Linked DNA regions of Mus musculus: region 2 is linked to region 1. Evidence: chromatin contacts called from public HiChIP or PLAC-seq data. All regions are on one chromosome and are shown on one strand. Each heading gives the region's core, a stretch centred on a gene start, on an enhancer-like site or on the middle of the called end of the contact. The rest is flanking DNA. Distances are from core to core; before and after follow the strand shown. Region 1 overlaps Mad1l1 (MAD1 mitotic arrest deficient 1-like 1). Region 2 holds the start of Snx8 (sorting nexin 8).

Region 1 (5,319 bases), core at 391-2,890:
TGTAGAATAAATTGTCTCAGGACCCAGGAACTCCAAATCACTGCCTCTGGAACCTGAGTCTCCTGACAATGTCCTTTCCCCATGACAACATTTAGGATGAACTCAGACAGCCAGAGTGGAGTGGGGGTGGGGAAATAGATGACCATCACAGAACAAGCAACAGCCAACATGGGTATCCCTTACTCCTGGGCAGAAACTGCATGCTCCAAGAGAGTCCTATGTAACTATCATTGTATTCGTGGAAGTCCTGTCATTCATCTTTGATCCACCAGTGTGCTCACTAACCCATATTTGCATAGAGAAAGCCCCACTTAAACCAATGGAGGTCATAACAGTACAGCCCAGTGGGCCTTGGGGCAGAGTGCAAGAACAGACCAGTGGACAGAGCACTAAAAAGACAGTAGGCGGTCACAGGTAACCAGAGTACGCAAGCTCACCTGTCTATATCCCAGCCAGAGGGCAGTGTGGATAGTTCCCAGAGGGCCTTGCCAGAAAGCGGTTAGTTTCTTTCTGTTGCTGTGATGGAACACCACATACAAAAGCATCAATGAAAGAATGGATTTGTTTTGGCTTAAGGTTCCAGAGGGGCATAATAGGGGGTGAGGGTAGGGGGTCAGTCACAGCAGCAGAAAATTGAACAATTGCATCTTCAACTGCAAACACCAAGAAGAGCACAAACTGCAAATGGGCAAAGCTCTACACTCTCAAAGTTTGTACCCTGTGATATATCCTCAGAAAGGCTTCACCTCCTAAAGGTTCTACAACATCTACAAACAGTGCCACCAAACAGGACCAAATGTTCAAACGCATGAGCCTACAAAGCCCACTTCTCATTGTCCAGAAATAACTCTTGACCAGCCTCTGCACACTGTGGGAAGGAGGTGTCAATGTGGGGTAGAGGACCAGCCTGCAGGCTGTCTCAGGTCAAAAACACCACAAGGCCTACACTGGCAGGACATCGGTTTGCTCTGTAACCTGAAGAATATAATCAGCCTCTCTGAGCCTCAAGAGACTATACTGTACTGTGTAGAGGCAAAATGGCTTTGATGATCTTGGAAATTCAAATACAGCCCTTTGCAGGAGGTTCTGGCCTCAGGCCACACCCTCCAAGTGGCAATCATTCTGGCTGTGTGGGTGTGGGCATCACTGCCATCCTCTATTCTCTCACAGCTGCTTTCTCCGTGTCAAACACCCCTGCTTGGATGGATATAAGTGACCTGAGAAGCAGGTGTATGTGATGCCCTGGAGCCCACTCAGGCTATTGGAAAGGCTGCTGACAGAGGGCTCGAGGCAACCCTTGTCACTCCCCTCCCTCACTAAAGGGAACTGGGTTGGAGGCATTTTATGTTGGCACAGGGGTCTCTCCCTAGACCCAGAGTCCCCCACCCCACAGAAGCACCTGATAGTAGAGCCTACAGGTGGTGCAGGCATGTCTCTTCCCCCTCCCCCTCCTTACCCTCCTCCCCTCCCCCTCCTTAGCTTCCCCCCTCCCCTCCCTTCCCTTCTCCTCTCCTCATCCCCTTCCAGCCTCCCCTGCCAATGCTGACTCACTGGGCCGCCCACTCACCACAGTTCTGCCTCTGAGGGCCTCTATGCATGGCTGCTGTATGCATGGCTGCTCTCTGTGGGCATCTCCTGTGGTTCTTTCGCAAGCCCCATGGCCTTTCTCCTTATCTAGGTTCCTCCACTCAACTCGTAGCCACTCCACACGGCTTTCTTAAGAAAAACTAAGTCATGAGCCTACAGCCCACAAAGAGCTGGAGTCCACCCAGCTCTGGGCATCCCAGCCCTGCTCCCTGCCCACTCTCCCATCATGTCTCTCAGAGTCATTCACTGGTCACCCTCAGATGAATGAGAGCTGGAGGCATGGGGGCGTCCACAACAAAATCAGTTCCTGGTAGATGCCTAAAACCCCTCTTTTACAGGCTCATTTCTATCAGAGGCTCTAGCTGTACCCCACTCTGAAAGCTGAATAGATGCGAGAGTCTGTGGCCCCTGCCCTAGGTCCCCAAGCATTCTGGCCCCACTGCTTCCAGCTCTGGTCACGCTGCCACCTGGGCTTGTGCCCTGACACTTGCCTCCACTTAAGGAACTCTTCAAGATCCTGAGCTTCAAATCCTCTTTAGAGGGCCCAGGCTTCTCTCTGCAGCCCATTCTGAGGGAATCCTAATAGGTCAGGAGCATAGGTACCAGGGAAAGGAAGAATTCTATCTCTACCTGGCACATACCCTGAACATCCACACTAGTGGAAAGAGGTTCCCGAAAGGAAGACAGGTCATGTTATCATACTGCTGGATGCACTTCTGTAGGAGGGTGACGGTGCCAGCACTGCTCTGGTGCTTTTGTGACCCACACAAGCTTCCGTTCTGACCAACCATAGCTGCCCGTGAGTGCTTGGGGCAGCAGAGACAGGCCTGACCAGAGCCAAGAGCACAGTTCTGTCAGGGTTTTCTCTGTTATCTCTGTCTGGCCCGTTTCCATCTGGAACTCTCTAGAACTACAAACAAACTCAGGCATAAAGAAAGCTTACCTGCAGGGTCAGAAGAGAGGCCTTTCCATGGTGCATCTAGTCTGTCACTGGTCATCAACTCAAGGGCACCTCCACCCATCTCTGTGAGGGCTGGCGGCTCAACCCAATCAAGGAATTGGCCTCTCAAATTCCAGGGGCCTCACTGTCCACAGATCCCAAGACCAACCATAACACAAGGGAACGGTGAGTTACTACATGAGGCAATCAGCCAATAATATCCATGGCTGGTGCCATTGGTAGGGAATGAACCTGGGCCCAAGAGAACCTCTGCAAAGCCACAAACTCCCAAGGTCAGGAATACAGCAGGACTCTAGCAGGGGAAGAACAGAGATTTCGGTGCCTGAGCAGCAAGGCAATCAGATGAGGGGCCCTGTGTAGAATAGCCCTATCCACAGGGATCAAACTTCCAACAAGAGTTACCATCACACAGAGGATGACTACCATATGTGTGCCTGCCTTGATGCTGGGTAGATAGGAAAAGCCACAAAAGTTGAATGCTGAGAGTCTGTGACCACAAGCCTACATGCAAAACCCCAGAGCTAGAGATAACTAGTCTGAAATCACATACCATGAAAAGTCCAGACGGACACACCAGCAGAAGGCATGGGTCCTGTAGGGAGGGAAGAATCAATTGACTCATTAAACACCCATCCCTCCTGCCAAGGAGAATCAAAGGCTGACAAGGAGGGTAAAGAAACAACCATCCTTCCCCATACTCGGTTCACCACTGTGCAATCTAGTGAGTTATACAGTAGAGCCACTGAGAACCTTAAATCGGGATTTAGGGGGAATGGCACTAAGATAGCAGGGTTGCTTTGAGGTATGTGATGGTTAATCTTGGTTGGCAGCATGGCTTGATCTCAAATGGACTGAAGGACAAAGTGTTGACAGACCTGTGGGTGACGTTCTTGAGGTGACTTGAAGTGGAAACACCTGCCCTCCCAGTAGTAGCCCAGATAAAAGGAGGTCCCAGAAGAGAGCTCGGCTCTCTGCCAGCTTGCCTTTGTGACTCACTGGCAAGTTCATCTACCCTGTGGCTGCTGCACTACTTCACTGGTATCAGAACCCAGCTTCCTCTGGCTTCCAGAGTGACTCTCCAGGAATCCCCTAGGCTTCCAGGGCCAGGCAGAGGCTGATGAGACACTCAGCTCTGTGGGCTGCTGCACAGCTATTAGGCCCTCAGCTCTTCAGTTAAGGCAGCCACTATACTTCCCAGACCATTGTGTAAACCAGTCTAATAAATCCTTAGACAGCAGGAGTGGGGTCAAGATATAGTTAACTGCACAACAGAAACTATGCAGGGAGAAAGTGGAGGGCCTGAGGGGAAACTCCAATAAATTCAAAACAATGGGAGGAAACTGTCGCCACGATATCTTTAAGTGGTACATATAAAGTACTAAATTGGAACACAGAAATTCAAATGGGAAGAATAAGCAATGAAGACAAACTAAACACGCTGATTAAAAGACGAAGCTCATACTGTGTAAGAAAAACAAGTGTCCACTGCAGAGTATTTCCAGAAAATAAATGATGCACGGTGCAGGCAGCCAGGGAGAGTGGCAACCCACCAAAATTGAATAAGACAAAACTGAAGGCCAAGGCCTCACCAGAGCTGGATGTTACTCTACGGACCCCTAGCCACCAGAGACTGGGGAGGAGGGACACCAGACAAAGAGGCTCACTGTGCAGCCATCAAAGGCTCAATTCACCAAAACAACATGAGCTGCTGAGGAGGAAGGGGCAGTGCCAGCCTGGAAATGTAAAGCCACCACTGACACAGTGGAGATGTCAGTGTGGCCATCAGGGACAAGTGAATTGACAGCCAAGGATTAAACATGAAAAGTGAAGACCAACATGACAAAATCTGACTTGAGGTGTGGCTGGTATGATACTTTCCACACAAACATGAGGAGCTGAAATATTCCCTAGATCTGAATCCTGGGGCTAGCCTAGCCCTCATGGGGTACTGCCTCATAACAACACAGGCTGGTAAGCTGCTATCAAACCTCAAGGGAATGACTAAAAGAAAATTAACTTGTTTTTAAAACTTTAACAGTTAAGAAATTTAGCAAGTGCTATGACATAGAAGACAGAACACAAATTCCAAATGAAGAATCATTGAGAACTACTTCAGAAAACAAACAAACTAACAAACAAAAAATGGTTATCCTGAGAAGCAATTCTGCAGATTGTGAACATCTAATATATTTGTGAAGTTTAAAAAAAAACAAAAAAAACAAAAACATTTTAGCAAGCAGAGACTAAGACCCCTTAGAGAAACATGATGATATAAAGAGACACCCCCCCACACCCCCGGACAGAGCCAGCATGGTGCCTCTGCAGGCTGCCCTGCAAGCCTTTCAGCCCAGAATGCACTCCCCTAGAACTCAGGTAAAAACACAGGAGGGGAGGACTAATGTTTGTAATCCCAGTGTTTGTATTCACATATAATGTTTGTATTCACATGTAATGTTTGTATTCACAGTGATAGGAAATGGGGGGCAAGAATGGGGGAAATCACCCAGAAGCCTGAGAACCAGCCATCACTACAGAAACCACACCAGAGACCCTGTGTCATCAAGTTGCAAGGAGAGAACTGACTTGTGAAAATGGTCGTCCACTGACCATCATGCGTCCATGAGCACACACAAAGCAAGCAGACGGACGCAAGAGGCAGCTTCCTGTCAGGAAGCACACAAGTGTGAAGAGGATTTGAGCACAGGACTTTAAACAGCCCACCTATCAGGTGCCTGGTAAAACTATCTGTCAAGGGAAAAGACAGAGTGACC
Region 2 (5,363 bases), core at 1,469-3,968, 240 kb after region 1:
AGCCAGCAATTCCACTCCTAGGATATCTTCTTGTGATGAACGCGACATAAGACCCCAAAGATGTCTGCATCCTAGTCCCAGAAAAGGTGATGTTCTTACTTTCACTCAGCAAAAGGAATTAGAATTACAGTGAAATTCGAGGCTGTTCTGAAGTGAACATAAGAACACAAATCTTCATTTTCTGGGTGCCTCCCCTATTCACAGGGGTCCTTAAAAGTGGAAGCAGACAAAAAAGAGCCAGGCAACTTGAAAGAGACATGGAAACCGTCAGCCTAGGGTTGCTGGCTTAGGTAGATGCTATCTACCGTCTGAACAGGGAGGCCAGCCTGTGAATGCTCCATCACGGACTATGGAGGCTGTGACACTTTGTTTTCGGCAAGTGTAACTTGCTCTGGACCACTGACCTCTGCTCACACAAGGTGCAGCCATGTGTGATAGCATGTACCTACAATCTCAGCATCCAGAAGACAAGATACGGAGAACAGGAGGACTATGGGTTTGAGGCCAACCTGAGTTACATAGCAGACACTGTCTCAAAAATAAACAAATAAGGCTGATTGTGGTGGCACATGCCTTTAATCCCTGCAGTCAGGAGACAGAGGCTGACCTCTATGAGCTCAAGACCAGGCAGGTCAGCACACTAAGTTCAGTTCTCCTGAGGACCAATCTCCTGCAGCGTATACACGGTTCACCTTTCGAATAATGGATCTGTGTGCTGAAAACCACAATGAGCCCATTTTCCTCCCAGCAGTTCCAAACCGCTACAAACACAAACACTACTTTACGCATGACTACTACCGGCAGCTCTGAAGGGGTAGCCAAAGTGGAAATCTGCTATGTACCCATAAGTCACACTAGTTAATCCTTTGAGATGTCAAAAATCAGCCAACTGTGAAGGTGGAGGCTACTAGGCAAAAGGTGAGGAGGAAGAGGAGGAGGAGGAAGAGGAAGAGGAGGAGGAAGAGGATGAGGAAGAGGAAGAGGAAGTGAAGTGAAAATCAACCTGTGAAAGTTCGCTGCCTGAGCTCTTTACCTCTGAAAGCAAAGCCATCCTCGGGACCAGGTGAGAGGGCTCAGTGGCTACCTGCATTCACACACACAAGCCCACCCACCTCAAGCTCCATCCCTAGAACTCAAGGAACAGTGGAAGAGAGAAGTGACTCCACAAAGCTGTCCTCTGACTGCCATCCCTGTGCCATGCCACACTGTTCTCAAGAACATCACACACACAAGAATACGTTTTCCCAAGAGTGATTCCCAAAGGTGTTTTGACTCTAGTCCATCCAGCCAAAGGCTCCACCAAGACACACTCCAACTAAGTTTCTTGCAGAAGGAAGAAAATCTCCTTCGCCACATCACCAGCTTGGTGCCAAGTTTCATACATACAGAAGGAAGTGACAGGTTGAAAAACCCATTTTCCTACTTACGTGGCTACTGGGATGGCCTGTCAATCGTGAAGGACTACATGGCTGTGACTAACACACAAGTCACACCACTGCCCAAGATCTGTCAAAAATCTAGACGAAATCCTTCCTAACGTCAGCCATTAGCTGAGTTCTCTAGGAAGTAATATGGAAGATCCCAAATTTGCCAAGAGAGCTCTAACCCATCACCACTGCTACAAGCCACAAGGAATTGCTTTATGAGTCAGGCAGGGGCTCAGAGCACAGGCTCCAGAGCTCTTGCAGAGGACAGGAGTCTGGGTCCCAGCAGCTCTACTGAGTGGCTAACAGGCAGGTGAAACTTTGGCCTCTCGGGAATCTAACACATCTGTCCTCCAAGGGCGCGCGCGCACACACACACACACACACACACACACACACACACACACATACATATACACAGTTAGAAATATTTTTTTAAAAAAGCATTCTTAAAAGGCATAAGTAGCTCTGGATCAGTCTCCCTTTCTCAAGGCGCCCAGGTATAGGGACTTAAGTGGTGGCTCAAACATACAACCTCAAAAATACAATGTTTTACCCAACAAGACCCAAAGACTGTTGACCAACTCCGAGGGGAGTTTCACCTTCTCTCCATTCTTCAGAGGCGTTCATTGACATCCTCCTCCCTCCCCTGGGGTTAAAAGTACTACCCTAAACCCTTCGTCCCAAGAGAAGAACCTGTCTTTCCACCAATGCTCTAGATGGCCATACTCAGCGACACTTGGCCAGACCTGGCTGGCACACACCAGGCCCAGCTCCACCCTTGCGCCTCTGGCCACATGGATGCGTCCCCACAGTCCACAAAGCCGGGGACCCCAGGAAAAAGAGTCTGATACCAAAGACACATCCCTTTCCCTGGACATGGTCACACATGAATATAAACCACTCTCTAGACCACGTCTCCAAAGTGGGGTCAGAAAAGACCCAGGTGCAACTCCACACGGCCGCTCGCTAACGGAGGGCTGAAGAGCAGCGTCCCAGGGAGCAGCGGGAAGAGGCTGGCCCCAAGAATGTCCACCCCCCCACCCCGGCCAGGCGAGGTGTGGCACTGACAGGTGGTCCCCGAGTGTGAAGCACTTGGCTCTCCGCACAGGGCCATCGGGCCGCGTGCCCTACCTGTCGCCGGCGGATCCGCCTCCTCGTCAGCCTCCGCCTCAGCAGCTGCAGCGACTGCCGGCGAGGGCAGCGGGTCCATCGCGCGGCCAGTCATGTGAGCCCGCTCGCCCACGTGACTTCCTCCCGCGCCCGCCCGGCCAGCCCCGCCCACGCCAGCTCTTGTCCGGCGTGGCCACGCCCATGCCAACCTCGCCACGCCCCTCCGCTCACCCCAAGCAGTAAGACCACGCCCCTACCCACGAGCCACGCCCCAACCACGTGGCCGCGGCCGGGGCAGCGTTCAGCAGCTCTGGTCCAAGACTGAGTGCTAGCGCGAGTACCGCCCCAGCTGCTTAGTGCCACCTCCCTCCAGTGCGCACCCACCTCCCCGCTCTTAGCCAGCAGCTGTTACTCATCTTCTTGCCCACCCTCTGACCCACGCTGCCATTCATTTTTGCATTCGCTTGCCCACTCACACATGCTCTGTGAATTCCGGGGCAGCCCCTGTGAAAGGTGCTACGGACATTAGAACAGTGTTCTAGTACCTTCTGGGATTTGGAGCGTGAAACATGGCTAGAGAGTAGGTCTTCTGACTATAATAGGTCTCTGAAGATTACTGATGAGGAACAACATTCCATAATTGTTTGCAGATAACCAGGCCATTCTCCTTTCTGTTGGGGATTGAGCCCATAGGCTCCCACATGCTGAGCTGGCCCTCTACCACTGTGCTATGTATCACCAGCCCTTTATTATTTATTTGTATATTGTTGGAGATAGGGTCTCAATATATAACCCTGGCTGTCCTGGAACTCACTATGGCTAGCCTCAAACTCAAAGATCTGCCTGCCTCTCTCTCCTGAGTGCTGGGATTGAAGATGCACACCAGGACGTTGAGCTTTATGTATTTATTTTGACTCGGGGTCTAGTTAGCCAGGCTAGCCTTGAACTCACTCTGTAGCTAAGGCAGAACATCCTCCTGCCTCAGCCTCCCTAGGAGCTAAGTTGAACATACATACCTCCAGGCCTGGCCCTCTGACTGACAGAGGGAAGCAAGGATGTAAGAGCACACAGGAGCAGTGTCTGACCCGGGGCTGAATATGAGGACTGAGTCTAGAACTGCAGGAGGAGGAAGAGGAGGAGGAGGAGGAGGAAGAAGAAGAGGAGGAGGAAGAGAGAGAAGAAGAAGAAGAAGAAGAAGAAGAAGAAGAAGAAGAAGAAGAAGGAGGAGGAGGAGGAGGAGGAGGAGGAGGAGGAGGAGGAAGAGGAGGAGGAGGAGAACAAGAAGAAGAAGAAGAAGAAGAAGAAGAAGAAGAAGAAGAAGAAGAAGAAGAAAGGAAAAAGAAAGAAGGAGAAAAAGAAAAAAGAAAGGCAACCTAAACTGCATATAGATACATTATCTCAAGTAAAGGAAAAGCAAAAAAATATCTGGGAGAAGAAGAGGGTTATTAATAAGACTCCATCAGAACAGTTGGGTGTGGTGGCGCACACCTTTAATCCCAGCACTCGGGAGGCAGAGGCAGGTGGATTTCTGAGTTTGAGGCCAGCCTGGTCTACAAAGTGAGTTCCAGGACAGCCAGGGCTACAGAGAAACCCTGTCTCGACTCCATCAGGGAAGGCCTTTCTTATTTCACAGTAAAGACCTCGCCTCTCCAGATATTGATGTCTAATGATTTCCATGGAGTGGACTGAAGGCTCCAAGGTTGGAGCCCTAGGATGCCTCTCAGTCTCCCTGCTGGTGCCTCTAAAGTTTTTAAAGCCCTAAGCTTGGCTGTAGCTGCGTCTAGTTCCCTTTATTTTCCAGGACTACAATCTATTGTGTAGAAGTGTAACAGAGCCCCAGATCTTAGCTCCATCATGGAAGGAGTATCCAGGCTATAAAACTCAGCACAAAACACCACCTGCCAAAAATGAAGACCTGATCCATCAAAGCCCATAGTTCTGGGAAAGTGCTAAGCTTGCTTTTCAGCTTCTGTAGTTCTGCTTCTGGCTAACTGTCCTTGTTAACCGAAATATGTCAACCCAGACATATTTGGTTTTCATGCTTAAAAGCTCACCCTAAGAGAGGTTCAGTGTGACACTGGGATCCCGTCAGTGTAATCCCCAGTGGGCTAATACTTTCTATTGGCTTAAGCCTAAGCCAGAGCAGTCTTCTCTGGCAAACACCCCACAGCAAAAGTGGTTCAAAAGTTTGGGTAGAGCTGGGTGTGATGGCGAACGCCTTTAATCCCAGCACTCAGGAGGCAGAGGCAGGCGGATTTCTGAGTTTGAGACCAGCCTGGTCTACAAAGTGAGTTCCAGGACAGCCAGGTCTATACAGAGAAACCCTGTCTCGAAAAACAAAAACAAAAGAATTAAGGTTTTTGTATGTTTTGGAAAACAAGGTCTCTTATAGTCCAGGCTGATCTCAAACTCTCTATGTAATTGAGGATGACCTTAAACTCATGTGAGTGAGTGAGTGTGTGTGTGTGTGTGTGTGTGTGTGTGTAGAGTTTGGAGGACAACCCCTAAGATTTATTCCCCCTCAGGAGCCATCCATCTTGGACATGTAGGCTGTCTGGCCAGCAAGCTCCAAGGATGAGCCTGTCTTCTCTGAAACTACAACTCCCACCATACTTAGCTTTTTCCTGCAGGATTGATATCTTCATGCCTGCATAGCAAACAGTTTCCTGGCTGAGCTTTCTGCCCAGCTCCTTGAATAGTTCTGTTCCTCCTGTCTCCAACTGCTTTGTGCTGACAGTACAGGCATGGACCGCCACTCACAGTTTTGTAAGGAGATGGATGGAAGGATGGATGGATGGATGGATGGATGGATGGATGGATGGAAGC

Evidence for each region. HiChIP or PLAC-seq counts read pairs in DNA pulled down with a chosen protein or histone mark.
Region 2: a contact with region 1 is called in an H3K4me3 HiChIP or PLAC-seq map of bone marrow-derived macrophages, with 3 times the contacts expected there. The contact joins the promoter of Snx8 here to the enhancer-like site in region 1. A contact is called at or near these places in 1 of 39 promoter capture datasets (the C10 cell line), 2 of 115 datasets of contacts at active chromatin or transcription factors (the 230-238 cell line and bone marrow-derived macrophages) and 2 of 9 other capture datasets (adipose tissue and pancreatic islet).

Annotation. Positions count from the first base shown.
Region 1 is chr5:140,147,866-140,153,184 of GRCm38.p6, forward strand. The region is part of intron 11 of Mad1l1 (MAD1 mitotic arrest deficient 1-like 1); the gene reads right to left. Among named protein-coding and RNA genes, the nearest start is that of Gm30492, 55 kb to the left of the region's middle. Within about 2 kb of position 1,641, at least 52 of the 459 cell types and tissues checked have an H3K27ac peak or open chromatin away from gene starts, as enhancers often do. A contact at or near this core is called in the 230-238 cell line and bone marrow-derived macrophages, where this site is marked.
Region 2 is chr5:140,386,590-140,391,952 of GRCm38.p6, forward strand. Snx8 (sorting nexin 8) reads right to left here and starts at 2,719. Exons shown (of 11, transcript NM_172277.3): 1 at 2,559-2,719. The coding sequence starts at 2,652.